Linked DNA regions of Lactuca sativa: region 2 is linked to region 1. A link is a contact called in public Hi-C data. All regions are on one chromosome and are shown on one strand. Each heading gives the region's core, a stretch centred on a gene start, on an enhancer-like site or on the middle of the called end of the contact. The rest is flanking DNA. Distances are from core to core; before and after follow the strand shown.

Region 1 (6,482 bases), core at 667-3,166:
GGCCTTTGGTCATCTAGTTTGGGCCAAGCTTTAGGAAGGGTAAAAATGTCTTTTACCCTAATTTGGACTCATAGTGTGAGTCAGGGGCTAGATGTTGATGGGTTGTCATTGTGGTAATTGATAGCGCTGGATCTTAGCGGGTCTGTAGTCAGAGATTATTCAGGGGATCAACCGCGATGGGGTGTTGTCTTGATATTGGTGGTTCGAAGATCCGTCAGCAACAGCCAGGGATCGGCTATATGATTTGGCAGTGCGAGCTACAAGGTGAATTTTCTTCACTGTATTTTTGGGTCGAAGGCACCAAGGCTGACCCATTGGTTGGATAACCTGATATTGTTGATATGTTGAGTATGGAGTAGATATGCATGCTAATCTTGATATGCTAGTCTGGTAGATCAGTCGGACTATATGTGATCCTGTCTGAATGATTACATGTATATGGTTGTTAGCTGTCGACATATTGTGTTGGGTTGAGGTTATACTGCTTTGTGTTGTAGCCAACAAACTCTGGAGCATTCCAGATATGAGTTAAGGACCGGGTAGGGTCTTCCAGACTCATACTGAGGGCTCAGGTGTATTCTGAATACAAGTTGAGGCCTGGATGGTATGCCAGACTCTTACTGAGGGCTTGAATGTATTGGAGCAACCCATATATGAGCCGAGGGCCGGGTAGGGCATGCCAGACTCATACTGAGGGTTCATTAGCATTCCAGATAGGAGCTAAGGACCCGGTTGGTATACCAGACTCATACTGAGGGCTGAACATTGGTATTCCAGTCCGATGACTGATTGGGTTGGGAGTATGCCAAACATAAGCTGTGGCCCCCCCCAGGGGCAAGCCAGACTTATGTTGTGGGCTCAAGAGCAGGCCAGACATGAGCTGTGGGGCCCGTTAGGCAAGCCAGACTCATATTGTAGGCTCATGGGTAATCCAGTTTTTTAGTTGTGGACCCAATACATGCTGTTATTGTTTATATGCTATTTGTTTGGGTGTTGGTATTTTTGGGGGAACTCATTAAGTTTTGTGCTTACAATTTTATTTATGGTTTCAGGTTTTTCAGATGATTCGTGGTAAGGCGAAGGCGTGACCACACACATCATTGGTTTTACAGCGGTTTGGATCTTGGGAGACTTTGATTTTAAATCATGTTTTGGAGACAATGTTTTGTAAACACTTTTTTTTTTTTTTTTTTTTTTTTTTTTTTTTTAATAAATGGGTTGTTTTAAAAAGTTTAAAGTCTGTTGAAATTTTAGGATGTTACAACGAGTTGGCAGGTTTGGAACATAAACCCATATATGTCCCGTCAACCCATTTATTTATACGGGTTCACACATTGACGGGTTCGTGGGTCATATTTGGGTTCATGGGTTCAATTCCATACATAAAATTGATAATTAAACATGAATAAATTATTAATGCAAACATATCTAAATTTTAACCACTTAACTACTTAAGTCTTAAACATCTAAATGAAAATTAAAAACATTCACAGAGACATCAGGTCAAATAAGAATATTTAGGTCAAACACTAAACGACAAACGTGTTGCATATGTCAAATGGAGAATGACATCCTATCCTAGACGGGTTGGAGAATGACAAACGTATAAACTGTATAATACTTAAGCCTGAGTACATTTAAAAAATATATAATTTTTTCATTAAAATTCTAAACGGGTTGGCGGGTCAATCCATATATTTTTTGAGAAACCCATATATTAACTGTTTAATAAATGGGTTGGCGGGTTGAAAAACTCAACCCAAACCCGTTTATTTCGTGTCGTGTCATGGATCGTGTCGAGAAATTTCATGCCAAACTTAGATGACCCAACCTGTTTCAATTGGGCCGGGTGAAATTTTTCGATGGAGACCAGAGCAGTTATGGGCTACTTGAAGTGTGTTATGGCCCAAAAAGTCGCACCGATCTCTGAACTCTGATCACGAGAGCAGCCCTGAGACGAGAGTGGGAGCACAAACACCGTCTTCCTCCCCAGCAGCCTAATCGATTCTTCAATCGGAAACGTTCTGATTCACTAACTCGGAAACATTTGCATCAGGAGGAACAACCTCGTGAAATAATGGTCAAAACAAAGATAAAGAAATCTAAACCAAATAAGCACCCCAATGTAAGTTTCTCAGTTGCCTATGCTTATATTTGGATAAAGTTTCCGTGAAGTTCTCTGTTTTTGCACGATCTGATTTACTCTAGGGCTTTTGATTTTGTTCAAATACTACTTTGTTTGGTACGATTGCAGCAATTTTGTTTGACAATTTGTATTATCTGAAGTTCCAAATTGAATTTTGACTTTTGGTACTCGAAATCAACCGTTATACCTTCTGTTTTGTTGTTAAATCCACTTGTTAACCTCTTCGTGGACTTGATAAGCATCTAGATGAGTAATAACTGGTAACATAGTGATAGTTTTCGATTGTCAGGTGTTTGATTACTTTCATGTAGGATCAAAACATAAATGTAGTTTAGGAACTGATGTGTGCAACTGATAACATTGGATGCTCTTGTTCTTAGTGAAACTTTTTCTTATGAACTACTGATTAAATCATCTTTTGCACTGTTGGATTGACACTTGACAGACTAAAAAGAACAGCAAGCAATCTGACATTTCAGAATTTCGAGCTCAGCTTGATGTATTAGGTTTAAAAATTATAGAAGTAACTGCAGATGGGAATTGCTTCTTCAGGTTTGTGCTCAAGTACAAAAAATTCATTCAATCAATACAGATGATTTACTGATTAGAAACATATATATTCAACTTCTATCAATTGAAACATCATAATTCTCATCAAATTCTTATCACAGAGCCTTGGCAGATCAGTTGGAGGGAGATGAAGACAAGCATGAGAACTATCGGAAAATGGTTGTTCACTATATCATGGTATCATTAAAATTTTTATTTTCATGTCTTCAAATTTAGGCAAAAATACATAAAAGCCACTATATTTTAGTCATATATGTCAGTTTCGTGAATGAAAGCCACCCAAGTCTGACAAATTTAGGCAAAAATACGCAATGTGCCCTAAAATTTATCATTTTGATATGTCCATTTTCTAAATGTTCTTGATAAATACATTAAATATTCAAGAAAACCAACAATTGAGCAATTTTTTTTACAGAAAAACCGTGAAAACTTTGAGCCTTTTATTGAAGATGAAGTGCCATTTGATGAATACTGTCAATCCATGGAAAAAGATGGCACTTGGGCTGGAAATATGGAGTTACAAGCTGCTTCTCTTGTTACTCACAGTAATATATGCATACACAGAGTATGTCCTTTTATAGCAACCTACATATTCTCAAAATTAATAATCTTTTCTAGATAATTTACCTCTCATGATCTTATTTTACAGATATCTTCACCTCGTTGGTATATAAAGAATTTTGATGACGAAAATGCCCAAATGATCCATTTGTAAGTTCCAATTTAGTATTTCTAGATAATTTAGTGTATCTAATTTTCTTGAAGTATTATCATAAGATGTTTTAAATTGATTTTTCAGGTCTTATCATGATTTGGAGCATTACAATAGTGTGAGATTAAAAGAAGACACATGCAATGGGCCATCAAGGCCAATCATAATTAAGGTTTTTTTTTTGTTGTTTTCATCATAACTGTTTACAATTATATCAATTTTTTTATATAAAAGTAATAACTTTTACTTATTTTAAAAGGCCGATGCTGATCTTTCAGTGAAGTCTCACTCCCATCAACCAAATGCTGCTCCTAAAACTATCATCCAGGCTGAGTCCATTAAAACTGTCAAAGTTGGAAGTGGATGTGATAATGAGGACAAAATTCAACAGGTATAAATTATAAATTAGTTCTAACTAGGGTGATACTAACCCCTGCTTTGTGGAGGACCAAACTTGCATAAAAAGAAAAGTCTAGGGACCAAACTTGCCAATAAACAAAAGTCTTGTTGCCAAAGTCTGAAACCCAAAAAGTCTAGGGATCAAACCTGCCAATATATGAAAATGTAGGGACCAAACTTGAAAATATACGAAAGTTTTGTGACCAAAGTCTGAAACCCAAAAAGTCTAGGGATCAAACCTGCCAATATACGAAAATGTAGGGACCAAAGTCTGAAACCCAAAATTTCTAGCGATCAAACCTGCCAATATATGAAAATTAGGGGACAAACTTGCCAATATACAAAAGTCTTGTGGCCAAAGTCTGAAACCCAAAAAGTCTAGGGATCAAACCTGCCAATATACGAAAATGTAGGGACCAAAGTCTGAAACCCAAAATTTCTAGCGATCAAACCTGCCAATATATGAAAATTAGGGGACAAACTTGCCAATATACAAAAGTCTTGTGGCCAAAGTCTGAAACCCAAAAAGTCTAGGGATCAAACCTGCCAATATACGAAAATGTAGAGACCAAACTTGAAAATATACAAAAGTCTCGTGGCAAAAGTCTGAAACCCAAAAAGTCTAGGGACCAAACCTGCCAATATAGAAAAGTGTTGTGGCCGCAATATGAAATACAAAACTTATTGTGGCCAAAGTATGAAGCTTGAAAGTATCTATGCATGTCTAGTTTGTAATTAGATATAGTAAATAATTTTATCTTAAGATATTTTTGAGTAAACTACAAATTTAGTCCTTGTTCTTTACTCAAAATCACAAGTTTGGCCCAATGTTTGAAATTCATTACGGATTTAGTCCCTTCCAACATTGAAATGGAAGTCTTAAAGTGAAGCAAACTTGTGATTTTGAGTTAGCTCATTGACTAACCCCCCCATAAAATGCAAACTTAAGGACAACATTGGGGTAAATTTTGAAAATTGGAGCAAACTTGTGATTTTCAGTAAAGCACAGGGACCAAATTTGTAAATTATTATTTGATTGTATCTTTTAGGTATTGGTACAAGTAAATGGAGATGTGGATGCTGCAATAGAGATTATGATAGCAGATCAAGAGACTGAAGAAAACATGGTTGAAAATGATAGAGTTGACTTTTCAATGGACACTTCTCATGGTAATGACTGGTTAGTACATTTGTCAGAGAAACCATTTTGTTAAATTGTTTATTATATTATTTATATATATCTTACATTGATTTTTTTTTTTTTGTGTGTGTATTTTCTTCTAGAATGCTCTAGTAGCAACCACCTTGAAAAGATTGAAGATGAAAATACGAAGGAGAAACAGACTTGGAGCAATTTAGAAAGTGAAAACAATAAGACCAACTCGTTGCATGATGAAAAGGTTTTTTTTCTTGTTTATTATTTTTATGTGGTAATGAAATTTGTTTTGTTTTTATATATTTTAAGAGTAAATAATATTTTTTTCACTTTTGGTCTGTAAAAGTTCTCTTTCAATTATTATTTTTCCTTATTTGAGGCTTTGTAACGTTTTTGGTCCGTGTTCCAAGTAAAATGACTAGAGTTTTGGGACCAAAATTGTAAAAATCAGACACTCAGGGACTAAAAACGTTAAAAGAACCTCCAATTAGGGCCATAATTGCAAAGAATCAGCTATATTTAGGTACCAAAACTATAACTTAATCTTACATTAAGTGAACCCGAGTATAGTTGTTTTTCACATTTGGTCCGAAAAAGTTTTCTCTTGTAGTTTTGGTCCTTATTGATGCTTTTGTAACATTTTTGGTCCCTTCCCCAAGTAAAATGGCTATAATTTTGGACCAAAATTGTAAAAATCAGATACACTCAGGGACCAAAAGTAGTCATTTAAATCAGAATAAGGACTAAAAATATCATAAGAACCTCCAGTAAGGACCATAATTGCAAAGAATCATCTATACTTAGGGACCAAAAATGTAACATACTCTATATTAAGTAAGTTACATTTTTGGTCCCCGAGTATCTATTTTTCACTTTGGCTCCCAAAAAGTTCTCTTGCAGTTTTGCTCCTTATTTCTGGCATTTGTAACTTTTTTGGTCCCTGTTCCAAGTAAAATAACTATATTTTTAGGACCAAATTTGCAAAAATCCAAAACTCTCACAAAACAAAAAGTCATCTAACTTGGAAGAGGGACCAAAAATGTTATAAGAACCTCCAATAAGGACTATAATTGCAAAGAATCAGCTATACATAGGGACCAAAAATGTAATTTACTCTATTTATTAATTCACTGCAGAAAATACCTAGAAATAAGGCGTGCCCATGTGGATCAAAAAAGAAATACAAGTCTTGTTGTGGTACAATGGCTGCAAGAAAATTGTCTACTGTTGCAGTGTATGTATTTTGATAATATATAAATATATATATATATTTTTACTTTTGTTTATTCAGAAGGTTAAAATGGGAATTTTGTTCACTTAATGAGTTAAGTTTTTGATGTATATCATGATTCAGAAACAATACAATTGAGAGAAAAGATAAGAAGCAGGGGAAGAAAGGTAGATCAGTTTCACATGGTTCTGATGGAGCTTCTCATGACATGGGTGCACTTTGTATATGATCAATTTCCTTGGGGGTATAATCGTCATTTTAGCGTATG
Region 2 (6,324 bases), core at 3,221-5,720, 180 kb before region 1:
ATATTTAGAATGTAGAGTCATGTTGTAAACCTTGTTGAACTTTTTTTTTTTTTGAGGAATATACATAATGATAGTCATGGTTGAGAGATCTTTATATTTATTTGGAGTAATGATGCACATTTTATTTCTCAATATAAGAATATCATTAGATACATTGTTTGTTTGTTTCCACCTTTATCAAAGTAACAATTATATATTTTAAAATGTAGAAACCATTAATTTATGTAAAAGTTTTAGATCTTCATTCAAAAGCAAATCCCATTTCTTTAGGTTACAGTTATATATACACACATCACATTACAACAAAAATCCATCTCTCTTCTTTCTATATCTTTTAGGGATTCCAACCAAAAGCCAAATCACATTATTCCCAAATCCCAACCCACCACACAACTAAAGTATATCCTCCTAATTACATTCGATTTGACATAATCTACTGTTATTATAATTTTTTTTTTTACATACGTGTCGTATAATAATATTCAAACCATATGCCAAAAATGTCAACTAGGAGGACAAAAAAGTCATTTCACTTGTTACTTTTCTTCCTTCTCCAAAGCAATTTCCTCAACACTCCACTTTTCTTCTTCTTACTTGGAACAATTGACAAAAAATTCACCAAAGCATCTTCATCTTCTTGATGTTTTATTCCATTAATCCCATTTACACCTACAAATGATGATTTTGTTTTTGTGGTTTCGATAGCTTTTGCCGCATCCTCCGCCATCATTTTATCGAGAAGAGAAATCCGGTGGTGGTTCGTGGCGGCGGTTACGGGGGGCGGCGGTGATGGTGGTGGTGGCGGAGCTTCATAAATCGGGTTGCATATAATTTTATCGGGAACGGATGCATTTGTTGGTGAAGCTAATGCTTTTAATTGTTTCCCGAGGTTTAAAATTGTTTCTTGGCATTCGGCTAATTTTTCTGAAGCCGCTATTATTTCACGCTCCTGCGTGCAATTTTTGAGTGTTATAAACTTATAATTGTTGCCGACAAGAAATTTGAGATATAGTCAGAAGAAATGATGATCTGATCTGATCGGATCAGAGATCACATCATCATTTCTTTTCTTCTGGGGATTTGATAAATAGGACTCACGAGGTGACCATGACTCCTAATTGTTATAGGTCGTGTTTGGCACATCACAGCTAGCTTATTTTTTGAGCTTTTTTATGTTGTCATGGCAAACCAAAAAGCAGCTTATAAGCTAGCTTTTTAAAAAGCTACTTAGACTAGCTTTTTAGGAGTTTTTTTTTTTAAATTTTCCAAATATACCTCTTAATTAATTATAGAAACACATTCTTTTAAATGCCCTTTTGTGTCATTTTATATATTTCAACTAGTTTTACCAAACGTCATTTTTTATCAGCTATTAGCAAACTTTTTATTTAACAGCTAGCTTCAACTTACACTTTGAAGTCTCTTTTCATCTTCATTCAACTCAATTGTTTGTATATCCCGTTCTATCACACTGAAATTAGTCATTTAAAAATGTTGTTATGTAAAATCGGAAAACAAAAGTAAATTATATTTGATAAACAATGAAAAAAAATTACCTTTCAGGCATGAAATGTTGATCAAGATTTTCGGATTCCAGTTCTTGATTACAGCTAGTGTTATTACTTTCTTGCCCTTCAACAGACATAGATTTTTCAAAAATCTCATTATACTCACCAATCGCCTCAATCAACTGTTCATCAAGATCTTCTTTCACCTTCATATCCAATTCCTTTGACACCTTCAAAGATTCCAATTCCAATTCCAAATTTTCAATCGCTTTTTCCGATTCCTTAACCTTCATAACCAACAACTCACTCTTCCCAACTTCCAATTCCAATTTCTGTTCCAAATTATCCAAATCATCTTTCAATTTCTTAACCTCTTCAAACTCACCACGATTCTCATCCCCCCAATCAAATCTTTTATCCATTTCATGCCTCATACTTGACACATCTTGAAGCGAAAAACAATGGTTCACAATCCATTCCAAAGTCAAAGTCAACTCTTTGACAAATTTCTCAAAGTCAACGTTCCTGTTCAACAAACCATTACAAGTTTTTACAAACGATTCAACAACACCACTAAGCTCACATGTCTTCCATTGAAGAACACGAACTGTGTATCCTTCTGTTGTTGATGTTTCTGAAGCTTTATCACATAATCTCATCCCTTCAATCATCTCAATAAGTTTTTCAATTGACTTTTTATCGAATTGGGTTTCTTGATTTTCAACTGAAACTATTGCTAGCTTTTCCATTTCAATGAAATCATCCATTAATCCGATATCTGAAGCTCCTACTGTTTTGCAAGATGGGGCCCACGATTCAGCCATGCTTCCCTTTTCATCAATGTCAGAAGAGGCTGATAAATTTGTTTTTTGGGTGATGAATTCTTTAAGAAGTTTGTTTTCTTCTTCTAAAGAACATAATTGTTCGGTTAAAAAGTTGATTTGTTTAATTGAAGTGATTGAATCATGGTCAAAGTTTGACTTTTTGCCAAGCAATTCTACTTCGGTCTTCATTTTTGCAAGAGAAGCGGGACCTGGGAGACGTTTTCTAACAAGAACACGGAGTCTTTGTGCTTCGGTTTCCAGCTGTGCAATCTTTTTCACATTTGCTAAGTGTTGTTTGTGTGCCACGTCAGCAGTTCTTCGATTGAAATCTCTCTCTTCGTTTCTGATTTCAAGTTCTTTCTCCATGACTCTGACTTCATAGCTTAAAGAAGCGTTGTCTCTCTGAGTCGACTCGAGTCGACTCATGAGTGAACTCAGATCAGAATCCAGTTGATTCTTTGATGAATGTAGTTCGTCTATGAGTTTTTCTTTTGATAAAAGAGCTTTAGTCAAATGGGTATTTTCGGAAATTAGTTTCGAAAGTTTTTTATTCGATTCTGATAACTTTTCCTCTAGAATGATTCTTGATTTTTCGTATTCTCGTGATGTTTTCATCACAGCATCATGAATCCTTTTTTCTTGTTCTTCACGAACGAATCGAAGCTGATGCATACACTCTTTTAAAGCTGCATCAACACCATATAATCTTTCCTCACTTTCTGCTGTTTGTTGTGTAGCTTTTTCTAGCTCTTGTTTTAATGCTAAAACTTCTGCTTCTGCTTTCTCCCATCCTGTATAAAAGTCAAACTTTGGTCAATATAAACAAGAACACCATAAAAAACCATAAATTCATCTTAAAAACATATTATAAAAGACCTTGAATGGCTTCACGTGCGATGTTTGTTTGTTTCTTTGCAATGTCATCTTTGGTTTTAATCTCAGCAAGTGCATTTGAAAGCTTTTCATTTGAAGTATTCAAGTTTCTTTCAAGTTCATCTTCATAAGCTAAAATTCCCTGTAACTAAAAACAAGAGAGATGTTAGAAACATGTATGGATTTATTTAGTCAAAGATCTGTAACAAAAAAGTCAAACCCTTGTACCTCATCTTCATTCCCTCTGTTGACCTTATCAGGTGTAAACATGGTCTTCTCAATCGACTTTTTCTTCCATAGCCATGACTTGTGTTCCATTGCTTGAAAATACCTTTTTAATGTTTGGTAACTTAAGTCACATAGGACCTGTGACAATAACAGAAAAAAGGTGAACTTATTAGAGATTAATGAATTGCACATTATTATTTAATCTTGATTAATCGTTAAACTTAGACTAATTGTTGATAATATGAGGAAAACAATGATGAATAGATGATTCATCTCGTTTACAAATTCCAATTAGGTTTAGGGATTGAAAGAGGAAAAAGGATCGTTTCATGGTAATTGTTCCGACTTACTGTGTGAAAGTCTCATATAAGACAAATTACAATTAATATGATTCACCGACAAAGTATTTTTCATTTCTTCCAAATAGTAAAAATCGCGATTCAGGTAAAAAGGGGAAAAATTAGTCTACAGGATTTAGTCAATACGAGTTGCTAACATATCAAATTTCAACGAAATCAGTCAAAAATAATGTCCAAAAAGGAAAAATAACACTATACTACAAAGAATAACAGAAACAAAACACATATATTAAATCAAACTAACAATGTAAAATCATAATAAAGATGGAGGCAGAAGGGATCAAACAAAGGCATTCATGATCACAGCTACTATGACAAAGCTTTTTCTCTGTGACATTCATGAATCATTAATCATCAATTTTTTCAGTAAAAAAATGAAACTAAAACTCAAATCTGAACTTCAGAAAAAGTATGAAGAAACGAATCAAAAGAGGAGCATGCACATCAGTGGATCTCATTGCAAACAAACTAAAAATGTGAGTTGCGATCTTACCGACGGTCAACAGCAGGACACCGACGGTCAACAGAACACCGACGGGAGCATTAACTGAAGAAAATAAAAGGTGAGCAGACGAGAATAATGGAGAAGAAGAAGCCACAACTGGAGCTAGTTTCTAGAGAGAGAGAGAGAGAGAGAGTAAATGTAGCGTTGCAAGCTGTACTGTACGATATATAACACTCTCACACACACAGAGGTATATATATATACTTATATATGTATCTATAGAGAAAGTATTTATATATTATTATTTTATTTATAGTGAGAGAGATTGCGAATCGAGTGCATCTGACAAGGACGTGACGAAGTCGGGCCGGGTCGTCCACTTCTGATGATGAATTGAAGATCGGTTTTACGCGTATGGCGTATGCTGCTTAACTCATTTATGGTTAGAATCTACTAGCAAATTAACCAAACTAACCAAGCATATTTTATTAATAAAAATATATTTTTCAAATATACAAAATGTCAAAAAAAATTGTCAAAATCGATATCTTACTTAAAATCATTTTATGTTTTGCAAGATCATGATTCTAAGATCTTATCAAAATGAATTTATATTCAAATGTTGCTCGCAAGATAATGTTATCAACTTTAACTTCTTAAGTATCATCTATAATTTTTGTTGCTACAAACCGTAAACATTAAGAATAAATTATCTTAATTAGAAATAAGATCATTTTGATCATGTACAAGTAAGACGTAAGATTATAAAAGGATTATGTCTAACTCGAGATGAAATTGATAAAATGTGATGCTCTAGAAAACTTCTTGCAACTCGTGACACTTGATTTCAAGTTGAACATACAAAGTTTTGATACTCAACTATATAACAAAACTACAGAGGTGAAATCGGGATCGTAGTGTAACCAGGATCGTTTTTCACTTGTAGAATCTTAAAATCGTAAGATCGTAAAATCAAAATCGAGATTTTAACAACCTTGAAAATGCCTATCAACTTCGTAATATTGGACTCAGAATAGTAAATGTCATTCTAGAATAGATGGTGGTCGGTGGAATATTCAGAATTTGACATCTGTACATTCTAGAATGAAAACATAATCAACAAAATATGGTATTGAGATTTCTGTTGTATATCTTATACTTTTGAGTTGCTAAACAGATTCATGTCTTTTTTATGTCCTAGATTACCAAGGTATACATAGTGACGCCGGAACAAATTGTTTGTAATAATATGTAACTTCATAAAATTTAAGGAATATCTTCATTTGTAACTTGTTTATATTACACCACCAAAACAAATTGCTTACAACATACTCAAAAGCAACGCATCCCAAAGGTAAACCAGTCGTGTTTATCCATGACCAATTATTAGTTCGCCACAAACCACCACACCCCTGGTCAATAGGTTGTACGATCTCGATCGTAATATTCTACACAAAAGAATAAATAAAAGTTAATAATATCATATTCCCCTGTAGCATGTTATAGAAAATGGTAAACTAATATGTATACCACAATAACATCAGACACACACATATTCGACCGACCCTAAACGTCTAATCCTCAGTCATGCAATTTTTCGAAGGATCACACCTCATCTGGGGGTATGAGTGTTCAAAAATACAAAAACATCTCCCCGATCCAAATTTATAAAATCAAAATGTCAAAAAGGTAGCAAACATAGTTATGATTTATTTGCAAAATAATCCAATATTTCCACCTTAAAGGCATATATAAAGCCATATACGATATACGAAGGTTTCTGACCAGTTCTTGGGCGATTCGGGTACAAATGCTCCTTAATTTTATCAAAAACATGAGACAACTGTTTATACATGTAATCCCATATTATTCACCCCTCAGGGTATCAGTGTCGCCAAAAAATTGGTAATTTATAAAAAAAAAAATACAATATAAAATCATAATTTGAATGTTAATTACTTGATGCATGTTGAATTGTTCAAATTTGAGAGCAATGCAACATATTTGTTATGCACTTACGGACTAGTGTATCTATAACAAAGTCCAAGGTGTAACATATACAACAAGAACACTCGGATACCATCTTC

Evidence for each region. Hi-C and Micro-C count contacts between places; a contact is called where the count stands out from the background.
Region 2: a contact with region 1 is called in a Hi-C map of leaf, with 6 times the contacts expected there. The contact joins the promoter of LOC111879162 here to the promoter of LOC111879175 in region 1. A contact is called at or near these places in 2 of 4 Hi-C or Micro-C datasets (both in leaf).

What each region holds. Positions count from the first base shown.
Region 1 is chr4:361,782,930-361,789,411 of Lsat_Salinas_v11, reverse strand. It overlaps LOC111879175 (OVARIAN TUMOR DOMAIN-containing deubiquitinating enzyme 7), which reads left to right and starts at 1,916. Exons shown (of 11, transcript XM_023875649.2): 1 at 1,916-2,125; 2 at 2,592-2,698; 3 at 2,818-2,893; 4 at 3,132-3,281; 5 at 3,366-3,427; 6 at 3,516-3,600; 7 at 3,688-3,819; 8 at 4,877-4,997; 9 at 5,112-5,227; 10 at 6,120-6,217; 11 at 6,338-6,482. The coding sequence starts at 2,078. The coding sequence ends at 6,443.
Region 2 is chr4:361,965,779-361,972,102 of Lsat_Salinas_v11, reverse strand. LOC111879162 (filament-like plant protein 7) reads right to left here and starts at 4,470. Exons shown (of 6, transcript XM_023875632.3): 1 at 4,286-4,470; 2 at 3,434-3,571; 3 at 3,209-3,347; 4 at 1,557-3,123; 5 at 1,411-1,471; 6 at 220-949. The coding sequence starts at 3,523. The coding sequence ends at 530. It overlaps LOC111879173 (protein IN CHLOROPLAST ATPASE BIOGENESIS, chloroplastic), which reads left to right. Exons shown (of 11, transcript XM_023875646.3): 11 at 1-152.